Linked DNA regions of Sus scrofa: region 2 is linked to region 1. A link is a contact called in public Hi-C data. All regions are on one chromosome and are shown on one strand. The core of a region is the stretch at or near the end of the contact, and the rest is flanking DNA. Distances in the headings are between cores, read along the strand shown. Region 1 overlaps MICAL2 (F-actin-methionine sulfoxide oxidase MICAL2). Region 2 overlaps LOC102160616 (a long non-coding RNA gene).

Evidence for each region. Hi-C and Micro-C count contacts between places; a contact is called where the count stands out from the background.
Region 2: a contact with region 1 is called in a Hi-C map of embryonic fibroblasts, with 1.9 times the contacts expected there. The contact joins two enhancer-like sites. A contact is called at or near these places in 1 of 47 Hi-C or Micro-C datasets (embryonic fibroblasts) and 2 of 2 datasets of contacts at active chromatin or transcription factors (alveolar macrophages and skeletal muscle).

Annotation. Positions count from the first base shown.
Region 1 is chr2:47,132,926-47,136,660 of Sscrofa11.1, reverse strand. MICAL2 (F-actin-methionine sulfoxide oxidase MICAL2) reads left to right here. Exons shown (of 38, transcript XM_021083313.1): 26 at 484-586. Among named protein-coding and RNA genes, the nearest start is that of PARVA, 110 kb to the right of the region's middle. Within about 2 kb of position 1,735, at least 9 of the 83 cell types and tissues checked have an H3K27ac peak or open chromatin away from gene starts, as enhancers often do. A contact at or near this core is called in embryonic fibroblasts, where this site is marked.
Region 2 is chr2:47,333,855-47,337,589 of Sscrofa11.1, reverse strand. It overlaps LOC102160616 (a long non-coding RNA gene), which reads right to left. Exons shown (of 4, transcript XR_301761.3): 4 at 893-1,262. Among named protein-coding and RNA genes, the nearest start is that of MICAL2, 34 kb to the right of the region's middle. Within about 2 kb of position 1,984, at least 6 of the 83 cell types and tissues checked have an H3K27ac peak or open chromatin away from gene starts, as enhancers often do. A contact at or near this core is called in embryonic fibroblasts, where this site is marked.

The DNA of each region.
Region 1 (3,735 bases), core at 486-2,985:
AGATTGTTTCCTTGGGATCAAGCATGAGCAATGGGATCGCCGAGTCAGAGGGCATATGTGTTATGAAGGCTCCAAACAAAACTGATCCCTGCGATCAGCGTGCCTTCCAAGAAAATCGTGCTCATATTCAGTGCCCCCTTCAGCAGTGGATGGGGAGCTGAAGTTTGGGGGGGCGGGGGGCTGCAAGCTGCAGGGTCTGCCACGTTCTCTTTTTATTGGCGCTCTTCCTCTGCTTCATTGGAGGAGTCCTCTGTGACAGTCACGGACTAAATGTCCTCACTTTTTAAATTTATTTTTAATGATTTTTATGTTTTTCCATTGAGCTGGTTTACAGCTCTTCTGTCACTTTTCTACTGTACAGCAAGGTGACCCCGTCCCACGTACACACGGACCCTCTTTGTTCTCATGTTATCATGCTCCATGCTGAGATATCGTTCCCAGTGCCCTACAGCATAAGTGGCCTCACTTTGATCTCTTTCTCAGGAGGAGGGGATGTGGAAAGAGCAAGAAGCCCCTCGGCGAGACCCGCCCCCCGAAAGTTCTTGCGCTGCTGCTGCCATCAGCATGCCGGAAGGCAGCCCCCCAGGTATCCCCAATTCCTTCTTTAGGAAGGCGCTAAGCTGGTCCCTCAGGCTGCCATGGGGCCTGTTTCACCTTCCCCGGAGGCTGCTTAACTGGATTCAGGGACTCCTGCGCGCCGCCAGCCAGCATATCAGGGACAATGCTTACAACTACTGCTACACATACGAGCTCCTGAGCCTCGGGCTGCCCCTCCTGTGGGTGTTCTCCGAGGCCCTGGCTTCCATGTACCGGGAGTCCGAGGAATCCCTCGAGAGCATCCGCGACTGGCTGCTCGGATGCTTCCCGGACAAGCTGCACTGAAACCCAGCCCCAAAGTGCCGTTAACATTTCCCGTGTAGATGGCAGCGTGGGCAGTCAGCTCGGGCTCTGGCCAGGGAGCCCCGTGTGTGTGAACCCATTAGCTCAAAGCCAAAGAGTTTCCCATCGGCCACCTGCACCTGGCCTGGTACCGTGACCATCTGCTCCCGGTGCTCGGGCCAGCAGGACATGAAGGATTTTTTTTTTTTTTTTTTTTTTTGTAGCTTTGTACTTTTATACCAAAGCGAGCCATGTTTCTAGGTTTACATTTCAATGTTTAACTTTCAAGAAGCCAAGAGAAAGCATTTGTTTTTCTGTGCGTGTCCATTTTTCTAGACACAGGTTTGACCTTTATCACTGGTAGTCCAAACCCCTTCCACGCTGCAGTCAGTTGTAATAGCCGCTGCCACCTGCAACGTGAATGATTTGGGCTTTTATATAAACCAAAGCGACTGTGTCATCTCCTGACCAGTGCCTTTTGATTTATGTGCCCGGATACCACGTGCCAACCAAAGACGGTTTTTTAACCACCTGAAAACGCAATAATTTAGAAGAAAAGAACAGAAAGGATAAAAGAGAATTAAAACTTCAGGAGCACATGGCAGCGTGTGGTTGCCTATTATCTGTCCTCCCAGAGAGAGGAGCTTTGTTTGGCTCCCTTGTTTCAATGTAAAATAGTAGCTTTAAAGTCCCCCCTCCCCCCATACAAATCCATTGCCAAATGACGTAAAACCACAGGGTTTCAAGCTGATTGCTACAAATATACATTTTTGCTTCCCCACTAATGAGCACTGCAGCAAAAGCCCATTGGCTCCTGACCACACAGAGTGCCATCAAACTGATGCAATGGTGCAGAGGAGTTATGTCAGCTGGTGGCATTTTAAGCAACCCCCCCCCCCCACCATGATGTCCCCAGCCCAGGCTACAGTCTGAGCCAAGGCCATTCAGGGTCCGCAGTGGTCAGGCCGACGGAAGAAACCGCCTTCTCACATCATGTCCTTTGGGATGAAGGGCCCTCGTTAGCACCTCAGGGTATCATTTCTGGGATGCGTGGCCTGCCCCGTGAGCATGGCGTGCAGACATCCTGGCTTCTTAGCCACTCGGCTGCCGTGCATATTTGGTCAAGCAGTCAGAAACCATTTATTTCCACACTGTCCTAGCAGAGGAATGTGTCTGACCTCTAGGGGGAAGCTCCCCTGTGTCTTGACTGGCAGGGGAGCCTGGGAGTAGAGGCTGTTATTAACTCATGCAAAAGAAATACACCCTATTAAGGACAAAAACAGGCCTGAGGTCTACCTGCATTCTTTACTCTGGGCCTCTGGAGAAGGCCTCAGCTCTCCCGACTCCACTCTGCCTGGACAGGCAGGGCCGCTGGGGCTGGCCAAGCAGTGGAGATAGCTCATAGAGAAAGGCCTTCTTCTGTGTTCAGCTTATCTAGAGTTTGCTGGGCGGAGACCATTCTCTGCCTTGTAACACTTGAAAGATCCTCTAGATGAACTAAGGATGGAGCCTGGTGGGTTAGGAGCCAGACCACTGGAGGGCTTTGAAACGCCACGTTCTCTAGGATGGGAAGAGGAGGAGAGGCATTTCTCTAAGCACTTTCCTAAGTCCTCAGGTGAATCAGGGTCTCGGCTGTGGCCAACTCCATGGGAACGGGCGCCTCTGTCCTTTTGGGAGCTGTTCTTAGTCCTATGACTCGCCTTGTGTTTTTCCAGATTTTTGCTGGTATTTTCATGGGGCGCAGGGTGGGGGGGGCATGATGCATTTTATGCCTGGTTCTAGAAAATCACAATGGGAACGCGTGCACAGCTGTGTCCTTGTTATGACCGTCTGTTCTGGGGCAGGATGAAATGCTTTGCAGGAGGCTCCACAAAGCCCAAGTTAGGATCTCTGAGAATGTCCCTTATAGCCACAAGGAGTCTGGTTTGCATTACTCTGGGGAGACAGGGTGTTCCTGTCAAGAAGCCTGAGATGTTTATATGCTCCAAGACTTTGAACCTTCCTGGTGGGGCAGCACCAGAACACAGGGCTGTATCCTGAGGGGGCAGACGTCTTTAAGCCTCCACAACATGTTCAAGAATGAATAGGAGGCAGAAGAGTAAAACCGGGGCAGAGAGGATGGGGGGGCGCGGGGGGTGGAGAACAGGGGACCCCCTGTTGCTGACCACCGCCAGAAAGGTTCATCTGTCCTAAGAAGCAGCAACTTCCTCGGGGAAGTTTTGTTTTGTTTTTGTTTAACGGTTGCCTGGTTTTCAACTCCCGTGCCTTCTCCTGTTGTCCGTCATTTTCCTTGCTGCCCTCACTAAATTGTCTTTTCTGTCTCTCTCTTTCCAACCTTACACTGTGGCCGTCAGCTCATTTCAGCCTTCCAGTGCTCCACCCACTTCTTGGCTGACACACTTCTGCTCTGAGGTGACTGGTTTTCTTGCCGATTTTCAGAGAGTGGTACTAACCCTTTGCCCGCTTTCTGCCCCGTCCGGTGCGCCCTGACCACCCCTGCCCCCTCCACCGCCGTGGCCTTGGTTGTGCTAACGTGAGCGTCTTGCCTACTAACGGATTCATTCGGTGGCATGGTTGGTGACCAACGTGGGGTGGTGCTCAACTTGAAAGCCGTTTCTGATGCTGTCCCTCTGAGCCAGCTTGCCTAGTCCACGCCAGAGGCATGCCCGGCCTCCCCTCTGCTTCCCACCACCTGCATGCATGCTTTCCTGGTTGCATTTATAAAAGGCCACATACCTACCTGGGAGGGTTATCCTTGAATGCGAAACCGTTCCGCAGAGAAGGCTCTTCACCTTTGAAAAGAACTCTTTCATCTCTGAGCCTCTGAAAAAGCACCTGCACACAAGCATCTCAAAT
Region 2 (3,735 bases), core at 735-3,234, 200 kb before region 1:
GAGCACGCACCCCCACGATGAGGGGTTTCGCATGGAGTCAGGGGAGCCAAGTCATAGAAACAAAACGCTCTCTGAGGGGAGGCTGGAAGGAGTTGTAGGTAACAACTTGGGCTCTGGGGGCAGAATTCCAGGGCCAAAGTCTGACCTCATGCTCCTCTTGCTATCTAGCTGTGTCACCTTAGGTGCTTCACAACCATGGCTGCATAACAAACCACCTCAAGAGTTGGTGGTGTAAAATAACCATTGTCTCGTACTCACACAGTCTGTGTGTTAGGGCACAGTGGGGACAGCTTTTCTCTGATCTCTGATTCCTGGGCCTCCAGGGGGAAGATTCCAAGCCTGGGGATGACTCAATAGCTGGGGGCTGGAATCTTCTGGAGTTTGACACCAGCTGGCTGTCAGCTGGAGTTGTCAGCTGGAATACCCGTGAGAGGCCTCTCTGTATGTCCCAGGAATCCTTATAGCATGGCAACCTTACTTGGAAGCTCAGGGCTTACCATGGTTGTTTTACGCCACTAATTCTTGTGATTTCATTGGAAACTAATAAAATGTAACAGAAGGGCCATTGCTTGACTTCTGAGGCTAAATCATAAAAGAAGCTACAGGAGAGTTCCCGTTGTGGCTCAGCAGACATGAACCCAACTAGTATCCATGAGGATGCTGACCTCGTTCAGTGAGTTCAGGATCCAGCATTGCTGGAAGCTTTGGTGTAGGTCACAGACATGGGTTGGATTTGGCATTGCTGTGGCTGTGGTGTAGGCTGGCAGCCGTGGCTCTGATTGGACCCCTAGCCTGGGAACTTCCATATGCTGTATTTGTAGCCCTACAACCCCCCCAACCGCCCCCCCCAAAAAAAACCCAAAACCTTTTTTTTTTTTTTTTTTTTGGTAGGGTCACCTTTGCAAATGATCCAGCATAGTCAGTTGGGAAGGGGCAGGAGTCGGGTTGGTTGCATGAGGGAGGTGACAGGGAGACGTGCTGAACACACAGGACAGCCGATTCACATGTGCTGCATGTGGAAGACCCTGGTGTCAGTGAGGAGACTTTACCTCACCTTCTGTCTTCAACCACAGGGAAATGTATGAGATCACACAACATAACTGCAGAGGCTGGGCTCGCTCCAGCTTGGCTGAAGGAGAGACTCCACAAGGGCAGCGGTCCTGGATCCCTACTGTCTACGCTCTGCCCTCCTCAGGAAGGGCTTTGCCCTTGAGACTTGCAGTATGATGACGGTAGCAGTTCCCAGAGTCACATCCAAGCACCTACAGAGCAAAAAGCAGAAACCATTCTCAGAATCCAGCCCAGCTCCTTGTAGCTCCTTGGCCAGGATTGGGCCAAGAGGCTAGGATTACCATGGCCAGTCATATTAGGTCCCTGGGGGCTGCCATCACAAAATACCACATGCTACGTGGCTTGAAGCAATAGAAATGTAGTGTCTCACAACTCTGGAGGCTATAAGTCCTAGGTCCATGTGTTGGCAGCACCAGGCTCCCTCTGAAATCTAAAGGAAAATCCTTCTTTCCCTCTTCCTAGTTTCTGGTGGTTTGCTCCAAATCCTTGAGATTCCTTGCCCTGTCGATGTGTCACTCCAATCCTCTGTCTTCACGTGGAATTTTCCCTGTGTTCTCCCACCATCTTGCCTCTGTGCATGCCTGTCTCTGAGGCCAAATTTCTCCTTTTAATAAGGACACCAGTCATATTGCATGAGGCCTGCTTAATGACCTCATTTGAACTTGATGACCTTTGCTAAGACCCTGTTTCCAGATCAGGTCCCATGCTGAGGTAGTGGGGGTAGGTCTACAGCTCATAATGCTGGCTTAGAAGACTAATCCTCTGAAGTGGAATTGATATTGGCAGTGAACCACAATGACCCCTAAAGCCCTCGAATGAGTGAATGAGGGAATGAATGAACATGGTCCGTGGGGGTTCACATGGAGTCAGGTAATAGCTTTGTGGTGAGGCCTATAGGGTAATTTTAGCCTTAGAACTCATCGAGGATATTTGGGCACTGGTGCCCTCTGCTTATGACAGATTGTTGATCACAGTTATGATTTATCTCCGGCTGCATCTTTAGTCAGGAATGCAACCCCTCAAGGAGAACTCACGCTGTTCCTCTGGGAAATTCTGACAAACCACATTATGGCATGGTTTCCAGGAATGCATCATAATGAAAAAGTCCACCCTGCTTATACAGACACTCAGCAAGTACCCAGGAGCACCCACCTCATATACACAAACCAGCATCACCAGGGCAACACTGGCCAGCAGCCGGTTGCCTAGCAACACCGCCTCTCTCACTCCCACCTTCCACTACCCCTGTCCTGTGTGAGGGCCTTCTGGGGTTCTCTCCCCATCAAGGCAGTTCTCTGTGGGCAGGATGATTGGACTTCACTGCAGGAAGAAGAGGGGACTCTGGATACCCTACTCATAACACTTACCCTTGTTGTTTCAGAATATTTTTAGGTCTACCCAACCCCAAACATACCACACACTTCTTAGAAGCCAGACTTAAAATTTTCACCCCCCACTGAAAGTCCTAAATAATACATGATGCCAGATTAGAGGTTGCCAGCCTTGTAGAGGAGGCACCAATTCGCTTACCTTGCTCTTTTGAGCCAGTTGGGGACTGGGTGGAGTTGGGATTTCAGAGTGTTCCTGGGAGGGCCCAGAGTTAAAAATAAAAACTCCCCCTCATAGTCTATTAACTAGAAATTCATCCCAGCAGATCTTTTTTTAAAAATGCATCTATCTCCACAGAGAACTGGTAGTCGGTTCCTTTTATCGTAACTGATTTTCCCATTAAGAAGAACTGATATTTTTTCTTTTTAAAAAATTTATTATAGTTGACTTACAACATTCTGACAACTTCTGCTGTACAGCAAAGTGACCCAGTCATATACATTCTTTTTCTCATATTGTCTTCTACCATGTTCTATCACAGGTGATTGGATGTAGTTCCCTGTACTATACAGCAGGACCTCATTGCTTATCCATTCTAAATGTAATAATTTACATCTACTAATCCCAAACTCCCAGTCCATCCCACCCTTTCTCCCTCCCCCTTGGTAACCACAAGCCTGTTCTCTATGTCTGTGAGTCTGTTTCTGTTTTGCGGATAGGTTCATTCGTGCCATATTTTAGATTCCACATGTAAGTGATTCCATATGGTATTTGTCTTTCTCTTTCTGACTTAATTCACTTAGTATGAGAATCGCTAGTTGCGTCCACATTGCTGTAAGTGGCATTATTTTATTCTTTTTTATGGCTGAGTAGTATTCTATTGTGTATACATACCCCATCTTCTTAATCCGTTCATCTGTTGATGGACATTTAGGTTGTTTCCATGTCTTGGCTATTGTGCATAGTGCTGCAGTGAACATGGGGGTGCATGTATCTTTTTGAATGAAGAAGGACTGATTTTTGACCCGTGGAAACAGGAGATTGGTAGAGTTAGAGAACTGAATTTGCACTCAGGACATGAGGACCAGGTCAGACTCTTGTGAAAGTAGGTATTCAGGGGTTTCTAAGTGAAAGAGAAATAAGGTACAGAACAGAAGAAGGATGCCAAAAGCTGTCCCAGCCAACCAGAGCTGGGACACGGGGGTCATCTGTCCTTTTGACCAGTCTGCTTTTGCTGCTGGAAAAGAGTGATTTTTCTCCAGTAGCAGCACCTGCCCTTGAACTTGAACCCTCTAATAGGGTAATGGTGTCACAATCCACCGAGGTACCCAGGCT